2 separate regions of the Muntiacus reevesi genome follow, and region 1 is linked to region 2. A link is a contact called in public Hi-C data. All regions are on one chromosome and are shown on one strand. The core of a region is the stretch at or near the end of the contact, and the rest is flanking DNA. Distances in the headings are between cores, read along the strand shown.

Region 1 (3,818 bases), core at 1,262-3,761, 130 kb before region 2:
GGCCCCAACTGAAAAGAGAATGTGAGATTGGTGGAGAAGCAGAAAAATGAGCTACCAAGACAGGATCAACTGAATGAGGAGGAGGAAAAAGACAATATGTATCTCTGCATAAATTCTTGTGTCCTGAAAGCAACTTTATTTCAATAACCAGCAAGTGCCTAGACTCATAGGATAAACACTAAGGAAACAGAAACTTCTGTATCCATATTGGCTAAAGCTGTACTGTGATATCAAGCAAACAAAACTCTTCAAATTTCTCTCACAAAGGCTCAACAAGAAAAATCTAAAAGTTCCTTCTCCAGAAAAAAAAAGCGGGGGGGGGGGGGGGGGGGGCGGAAACCTGTGTTTTTATTCCTAGGCACAGTGTACGGCTTGGGTTAACGTGAAACCCAAGAACACAAGGTCTGAGTCACTGGCAATGGCATCTGAGTTGGTTCTTCATTTTGTTTCCTGCCACAAAGAAAATTCTGCAGGAATAGGAGTCACGTTTTGAACACTATTAAGGACAGGTTAAGGCAGAAATAGGTTCCCCGGCCTCCACACAAAACCATAGAAGTCCTTCACCTAAAACAGGCTTGTAATTAAACATAACGACACAAACTTAAGTCCTGATATCCAAATTTTAGAGTCCCTGGAAAGGAGGCTTCAAGTACCTCCGTAACATGTGATGTGGAACTGTTTATTGAAATTAGAAACTGAGGCTGGGGCATTATCAGTAAAAGGTGGTAATTCTCAACTTCTATACATCTGTGTCTTTCCTGTGAATCTGTGGGGGAAAAACAGTAGGAGAGACAGAGGCTGTTTCCCCAGTCTCCCTTGAAATTCTTCACATTTATAACCATCACCTCTCATAACAGAAACACGCACAGGCTTTCTTTTCCCCTCTTTACAAATACATCTACTCCTTCCTCCACTCTTTAGATTAAAAATGGACAGAAATTAGACGATTCAAAATGTTCAGACACACCTAATACAAGCCTATGATGCACCTCACCCAGTCCAGGGATATTTGTGAGTTTACTCTGCACTGCACCAGATGGGGGGATTTAAAAAAAAAAAGAATGAATGAACCCTTCAACAGCAGCTGCCAACTGATACATCTTGATCTGCACAACTCAAATTCAATTTAAACTCAGACAGGACGGTGTAGGGAAGAAGCCCACTGAACCAAGCACAGCCTTACTCCTGCCCACCTAGACTGCAGCATCCTAGCTGATCTCCCTGCTCTCAGAGCGCCCTCCTTTTCAATGAGTCCTGCGTTCAACTGCCAGATTCGTTTCTACCTTTCAAGGAGTCTCCCTCCTGCTCCAGAAACTTCACAGACTCCTTAGATCACAGGCTGACATCTAGATCAAACTCTTCTTCAGGTGAGTCTTCTGCAGGCTAGTTCCACTTACCTGTTCAACTCTGTTTTATGCAATCCGTTTTAGAGGGGTAGGATACAAGCCTAATTCCACCAACTCGTCTGGCAGCCTTCATGCTCGGCAGTTAACTGTCAGCGCAGACTCATTCGCTTTCTGACAACCCTTTAGGGCTAGGGCATCATCCTTAACAGATGGCAGGTGTGTCCCAAGCTACTTTTATAACCATCCCAACCAGACGTTCCTCTTCCCTGCCACCCCTTAGTGAAGTCAGAAAGTCTTGACTTCGCGAAGTCGCAGGCAGTTTGGGCATGGGGGTCCCAACGCTGCACCTTGTAAGAGGAGAGGGTCGGGACAGACTGCGAACGGCGGAGGGGGAAATGAAGGAAGGAGAAAAGGGAAGGGAAGGTCCCTGCTCTGTACTTTGTCTTCTCTTTGGAAGCCGTGTGTGTGTGTGTGGCGGGGGGGAGGGGAGTTGAAGGAGGAGACTCCAAGAAATGAATTCTTGAAGAAGGCAGAAGAAACTCAAGGTGCTCGCTAGGAAGGAAATATAGGCCCCTGGGTAACCGAAGGGGCTCCCCGTCACCCCTGGGAGAGAAGGACTAGTTATAACGTGAAACAAAGAGGCTGGGAGTCAGGAGGTGAGGGGTGGAGAGGTTTCACTGATCCCGCATCTCCGAAGGTCGAGCCATAAGGAAAGGAGAAGGGACGCGACGCGTCCCTCGGAGCAAGAGGGACAGGGTGGGCGCCTCAAGACGGCTCTGGGGCGAGCGTTCACGGGGCATCTCTCTACCGAGCGCGGGGGCGGGGAGGTGGTTTTGAGTGGGGTCGTCTCTCAAAGGGAAAAACGGTTTCTCGAGACAGGGATCTCCGAGAACGGAAACCCTGGGTCCGCAGAAACGTTAAAGCTTTGAGGCACCGGCATTCCGCAGCCCCAACCCGGCTTTCACTCACACTCACCGCGTCTCCTCCAAACGCCACCGCTCCAGCTGCAGCTACCGGCCGGCGCAGCCGCACTCAGCACGCACCCGCCCCCACGTGACGCGCCCAGGGCCCCGCCCCTCCCGCCCACGTGACTTGCAGGGCCCGCCCACCCGTCCTCCCGCTGGCCCTTTCGCTGCTCTCCTCTGGGCGTGGCCTTGCCTCGTCCCTCCCTTCTCGGCAAGATGGCGGCGTCCGGCTGTAGCGCGCCTGGCCTCTGGGTCCGGGGCTCCGGGCAGTGTCTCGGGAGTCTCTTCACCCTCTTCTCAAAGCCACTTTGTTCCGCTGCTGCTGCTGCCTCTCGGCCCCTGGATGCTCAGAGATTAGCAGAGAGACTCCGGGCCCAGAAACAGCAACAGAAAACGAAGGAGCCGGTGAGTCCAGAAGGACCACAACTCCCAAGAGGCAGTGCGCTCACTGGGGTGAGGGAGGGAGGGAGGCGGGTCCTCTGACACCTGTCAGGTAAATGTCGAGGGCTTGTGGTGGGAGAACTAGGAGAAAGCGAAGGGGACAGCTCAGCAGGGTGCGGGATCTTCCTGTGGGCTGGGTCTTTGGCTCCTGACGACCCCAGTCTTAAGCCCTTCTTGGATACTAGTGAGACAGACACGCTCCCCTGCTCTCAAATTACTCGAGGAAGGCGAGCGCCTAGTGCAGAGATACAGGCTTTCCCTTCCCAAATTGTCACCCAGATTTAGCGAAAGACCTCCTCACCGGGCATTTCCTGCCTCTCCTCCTCTCCCTGTAGGCGCCCACAAACCCTGTTCAGCGGAGAGTGCGAGAACTAGTGCGGTTCACAGAGCAGCTACAGCGCGTCCACCCCAACGTGCTGGCCAAGGCGCTGAGCCGGGGAATTGTCCATCAGGACAAGGACCTCGTGGTCATCAATAAGCCCTACGGTCTCCCTGTGCATGGTGAGGAGCACGTGGCGGGGAGGGGGAGGGGCAACTCTGGCATTACTCCTGGGGCTTTCTGAAGCTTTGCTTTCAGAGTAATTAGACTTTTGTAAGGGTACTGACCTGTGTAAGGCACCAGAGACGACACAGAAATAAAGAAGACGGTCCCCATCTTCCAGGCATCTGGCAGCCAGCAGTATGGAATTTGCTGTGTGCCAACCTCCACCAGGGGTTGCTATAGAGGACCAAGGCTGTGTAGTTCCTGTCTTCAAATTATTTCCCATCAAAATTGGGAAGAAGGACATAACCTGTGTTGGTGTATACCTAGCAAAACCCCAGGGCACCTCGACCTTAATGGACACCCTGATTTTTTTTTAATAAATGTTAAATGTAGTTGTCAGAGATAGCTGGAGTGAGTCAGGAAAGATTGATGGGAAAAATGCATTTGTGGAAGGGGTTTTGCTGGAGGGAAAGGCATGTTTTAGCTAGAAGTACAAATGCTTTAGGGGGAGATATGGAGATGGTTGTACATGAAAACAAGGAATTAAGTTAGACATTGCCTAGTGCTTTGTGTATATTTTTG
Region 2 (4,141 bases), core at 1,291-3,790:
TGATGGGTCAGTATCACAATTAGATTGTGTGCTCTTTGAAGCTTGTGTTGGGTCCTATTTCTCCATGTATCTGTTTGCCTAGGACTGGCATAGAGTTCAGTTCAGTTCAGTTCAGTTCAGTCACTCAGTCATGTCTGACTCTTTGTGATCCTGTGAATCGCAGCATGCCAGGCCTCCCTGTCCATCATCAACTCCCGGAGTCCACCCAAACCCATGTCCATCGAGTCGGTGATGCCATCCAACCATCTCATCCTCTGTCATCCCCTTCTCCTCCTGCCCTCAATCTTTCCCAGCATCATGGTCTTTTCAAATGAGTCAGCTCTTTGCATCAGGTGGCCAAAGTATTGGAGTTTCAGCTTCAACATCAGTCCTTCCAATGAATACCCAGGACTGATCTCCTTTAGGATGGACTGGCTGGATCTCCTTGCAGTCCAAGAGTAGGTACTCAATAATACTTGTAAAATATTACATTTGTAAGTGAACAAATAAGTGAATAATTTATTAATGGGAAACAATTTGCCCCTGAAACGAATTCTCCACTTTACAGGTAAGGTAGCAAGGGAGTAATCAGCATTCAGAAACATCATGATTATTTCTCAGGCCTGATTAAGAGTAACAATACCATGTGTGTGTGCTGAGTCGCTTCAGTCATGTCTGACTCTTCGAGACCCTATGGACTGTAGCCCATCAGGCTCCTCTGTCCATGAGATTCTCCAGGCAAGAATATTGGAGTGGGTTGCCATGTCTTCCTCCCAGAGGATCTTCCCAACCCAAGAACCGAACCCCCTGTGAATTGAGCCTGCCTCTCTTACGTCTCCTGCATTGACAGGCGGGTTCTTTACCACTAGTGCCTCAAATAGGTATACTGATATTCAGAGGGCACTATGAGTCCTGGGAAAGCCCAGAATCAATGAGGTTCCAGGAGAGAACCCTCAAAAGTCTGTAGGGGAACTGCTATGGGATCCTTACAGAGTGCTGCAAGAAACCTGCAGATTTCATTCATACAAAATCCTCAGTTCAAATAAACCTTCACTGTTTACAGGACATCTTATTTACTGATTGAAAAAAATCATGTAACATACCTTAAGTTAATAACATACAGACTCGGTTTGAATAAGTAAAAAATGAAACAATAGAGAACAAAGAAGTAGAGTTCTTTGTTCCCTCTCCTATACTGACTTTCTTAGGATCCGATGCGTTCATAAAGACCCTGGATGTAGCTAAAGTTAAAAAAACTAAACTGTCTGAACACCACCACACTTTCATAGCCTTTGCTTGTGAAATTCAATTAAGAAGGTAGTGAAGTGAAAGTCGCTCAGTCACGTGACTCTGCGATCCCATGGAAGGTAAGGAACGTCATATTTCTCCTGATGTTCTGAACTGAGTGTTTTTGAACTCCAAGTATCATTAGAGCTCTTTTTTGTAGTTAAATAGTAAGTGACGATGATGGTAAAAAATTAACTGCTATTATTATAAATATATAGAGGTCACAATCCTCGAATGCCCATGCTGCGGCAGGTGCTTTCCGCTAAGTATCATGCTTCACAACAACCTTTTAAATATAGTAGAAATTATTTCCCCCTTTTCTGTTTGAACAACTGAAGTTCACCGAAATCAGATCATTTGGGGCACGTCCAAAGGACAAGTTGGAAAGACTCTGGGGCCAAAGGCCGAGGTGGTTGCCCGAGGCGACGCTGAGCCTCTCCTAGTCTCTGGGAAGTTTTGTTACCTGCCTGCGTGTATGTGAAGACAGAGCGGGAGAAGCGGTGAACCCGAGGAAGATTCACCGCCTAAGAATCTAAATACTAAACGTGGGGCAAAGGCGAAGGAACCAAAAGCGGCGGGAAGCCGGAGCCATAAGGCAGACACTAGGTTCGAGCCAAGAGAAGGGATGGACTGGCTGGCTCCGCAGACGACTTAGGTGGAGGGATGAGGGGCGGGGCCTGGGCGGGGAAGCCGGGGACCGAGTAAGCCAGTAGTGCTCGTGCTCGAGCCTAGAGGTGGACCGCCCCAAAGGCCGCCTCTCCCGGGGAAGTAAAGGCGAGGGGGGAGGGAGTGCAGGCATTATGGGAAACTCCGAGCATTGCTAAGGCAGCTCATCCTCCCCCATCCTAAGCCAAAGCAGAGACTTTCCTCTCCTTTCCTGGGGGGCCGCCCTTGTAGCGCAAGCAAGAGTGGGACAGGGAGAAGCGCCTGCCGGAGAGCACCCCCCCCCGCGCTCGTTGGTACGGCCCGTCCCCCCGCCGCTGATCTGGCAGGCTGCGCGCGCACCCTCCGGCGGGGCGCGGGCCGGCGGGGAGCTGCGGCCTCCGCGGCCCGGTTCCCTCCTCCCGCTCCTCGCGTGCTGTTCGCTGGCGCTGCGCCCGCCGGGTGACGCGCCCGCGCGCCTTGGCGGGGAGGAGCGCGGCCGCGGGGGCGCGCCCCGGTGACTCCGCCCACCCACCCCCGCCTCCCCTCCCCTGAGTCCCGGGTGCCCGGCTCGCGCGGCTTGGTGCGAGGAGATCGGGACCCCGCGCCGCCCGCCCCCGCGCCCCCCGCCCCGGCGTGCGAGGCGCCGCGCCCTCCCGCTGCCCTGCCCGGTGCATGGAGGGGCCCGTTCGGATCGCAGCCGCCGCCGCCGCCGTAGCCGCCGCCAGCGCGCGGGGGATGACCTGGGGGTGGCTTTCGGAGCCGGCTGCCGCGCAGGAGGTCTGGGGGCTTAGCCAGCCCCGCTGAGAGGTGCGCGGGTGGGGTCGCACCTAAGGGTGGGCGGGGGGGGGGGTGGCCTGGGGACACCGGGCTTGGGCGCCACGAGGCTTGGGAGCTGGAGGTCCGGGAGAGCGGGCTGCCCGGGAGGGGCTGGGGGTCCAGGCTGCGTGCGGGGTCTGGGAAGGGTAACTGAGGGATGCGCAGCGGGGAGCTCCTAGGTTCCCGGTCCTGGGGACTCAGCCACCTCGTGGAGGAGGCGGGGTGAGGTGTCAGTGACACGATGCAATCTCTTTGACAATGATCCGCTGGGGCAGGTGAGATGAAGCATAGCGGGGTGCAAGGGGCGCCGGATCGTTTTCCCAAGGGAGCCGGATCTCTCGCCTCTCTCAACCTCCATCCCCGCGGAGCGCCCGAGAAGACAGTGATTTATGTGTAGGGAGAATCAAGAGAAATTTCCTGCACAATGTATCTTTCTCTGCCTTCACAGACTCAGTGACTTCCCAGCCCCAGGGAGCGTATTTTTTCCTTCTCCTCTGTAAAGCATTCTGTGGATTGCATTATCATTTGCTAAATACATTACAGCCCGCTATTTATTTCATTCTGCAGCTTCCAGACCTTTGTTGCATTCTCTCCACATCTAGGAATTTCAGTAATAAATCACCGAGGGGCTAGAGAGCCTCTCTCGCCCTTCCCTTCATTGTTCTCCCCAGCCCACCAAATCAGGTGGAAGGCTCTCCAAAAAGAGATTTCTCCAGAATGCCTGTTTTTCCCAGTTCAGACTCCAGAGGGTGGCAGGTGCCTGAAGGGCAGGCTGCTTTCCAAGTTGGCATCTAGAATTGAGGGAATCTCATTAACCTCTGTGTCCTTAAATCAGACACCTTGAGAAACAGAAGACTGGACTAAAAGGAAACATGAGATACAGTCTCAGGCCAGTGGCCAGTAAAGGTGAACAAGGCCAATTCTCCTTCCTTGCCTCACTGATGCCACAAGCTGCAGACTTTCCAGCTGACTCTTGGCATAACTAGTGGACAGTGTCTGGTAGGAGAGGGTGGGAGGGGACTGGAGCATGAAATGGGTTTATTCTCAGTACAATTCTAAACAGTCTATTACATTTTATAGATCATTTTTTGGGGGGTAGTCTATTTTAGCTGAGAATGTGGGAGTAGTTCAACTTTTAGAACAAGATGAAAGCGACCTCTAGAAAATTTCTGGAAAATTTAAATGAGTGCTTAACTAGAAAGCATTCTTAGGAACCCAGAGAGGCACCAAATACTGTAGTTTCTGTTTTGCACATGTGGAAATAAACTGCCTCATACTCTAAGTTATATGAGAAGGATGGAGAAAACCTGTTTCATTTCGTAAAGACGTGCCCTGGGTGTGTGTTTGGCAGCGTGTGGAGCAGAAACATTTATATTTCTGTAAAACACGCACGCACGCACACACACACACATGT

Evidence for each region. Hi-C and Micro-C count contacts between places; a contact is called where the count stands out from the background.
Region 1: a Hi-C map of blood shows a contact between it and region 2, with 5 times the contacts expected there. The contact joins the promoter of RPUSD4 here to the promoter of CDON in region 2. A contact is called at or near these places in 2 of 3 Hi-C or Micro-C datasets (blood and muscle).

The regions. Positions count from the first base shown.
Region 1 is chr5:28,625,146-28,628,963 of mMunRee1.1, reverse strand. It overlaps RPUSD4 (RNA pseudouridine synthase D4), which reads left to right and starts at 2,511. Exons shown (of 7, transcript XM_065937370.1): 1 at 2,511-2,716; 2 at 3,088-3,253. The coding sequence starts at 2,528. FAM118B (family with sequence similarity 118 member B) reads right to left here and starts at 2,422. Exons shown (of 8, transcript XM_065937377.1): 1 at 2,322-2,422.
Region 2 is chr5:28,489,960-28,494,100 of mMunRee1.1, reverse strand. CDON (cell adhesion associated, oncogene regulated) reads left to right here and starts at 2,540. Exons shown (of 21, transcript XM_065937369.1): 1 at 2,540-2,718.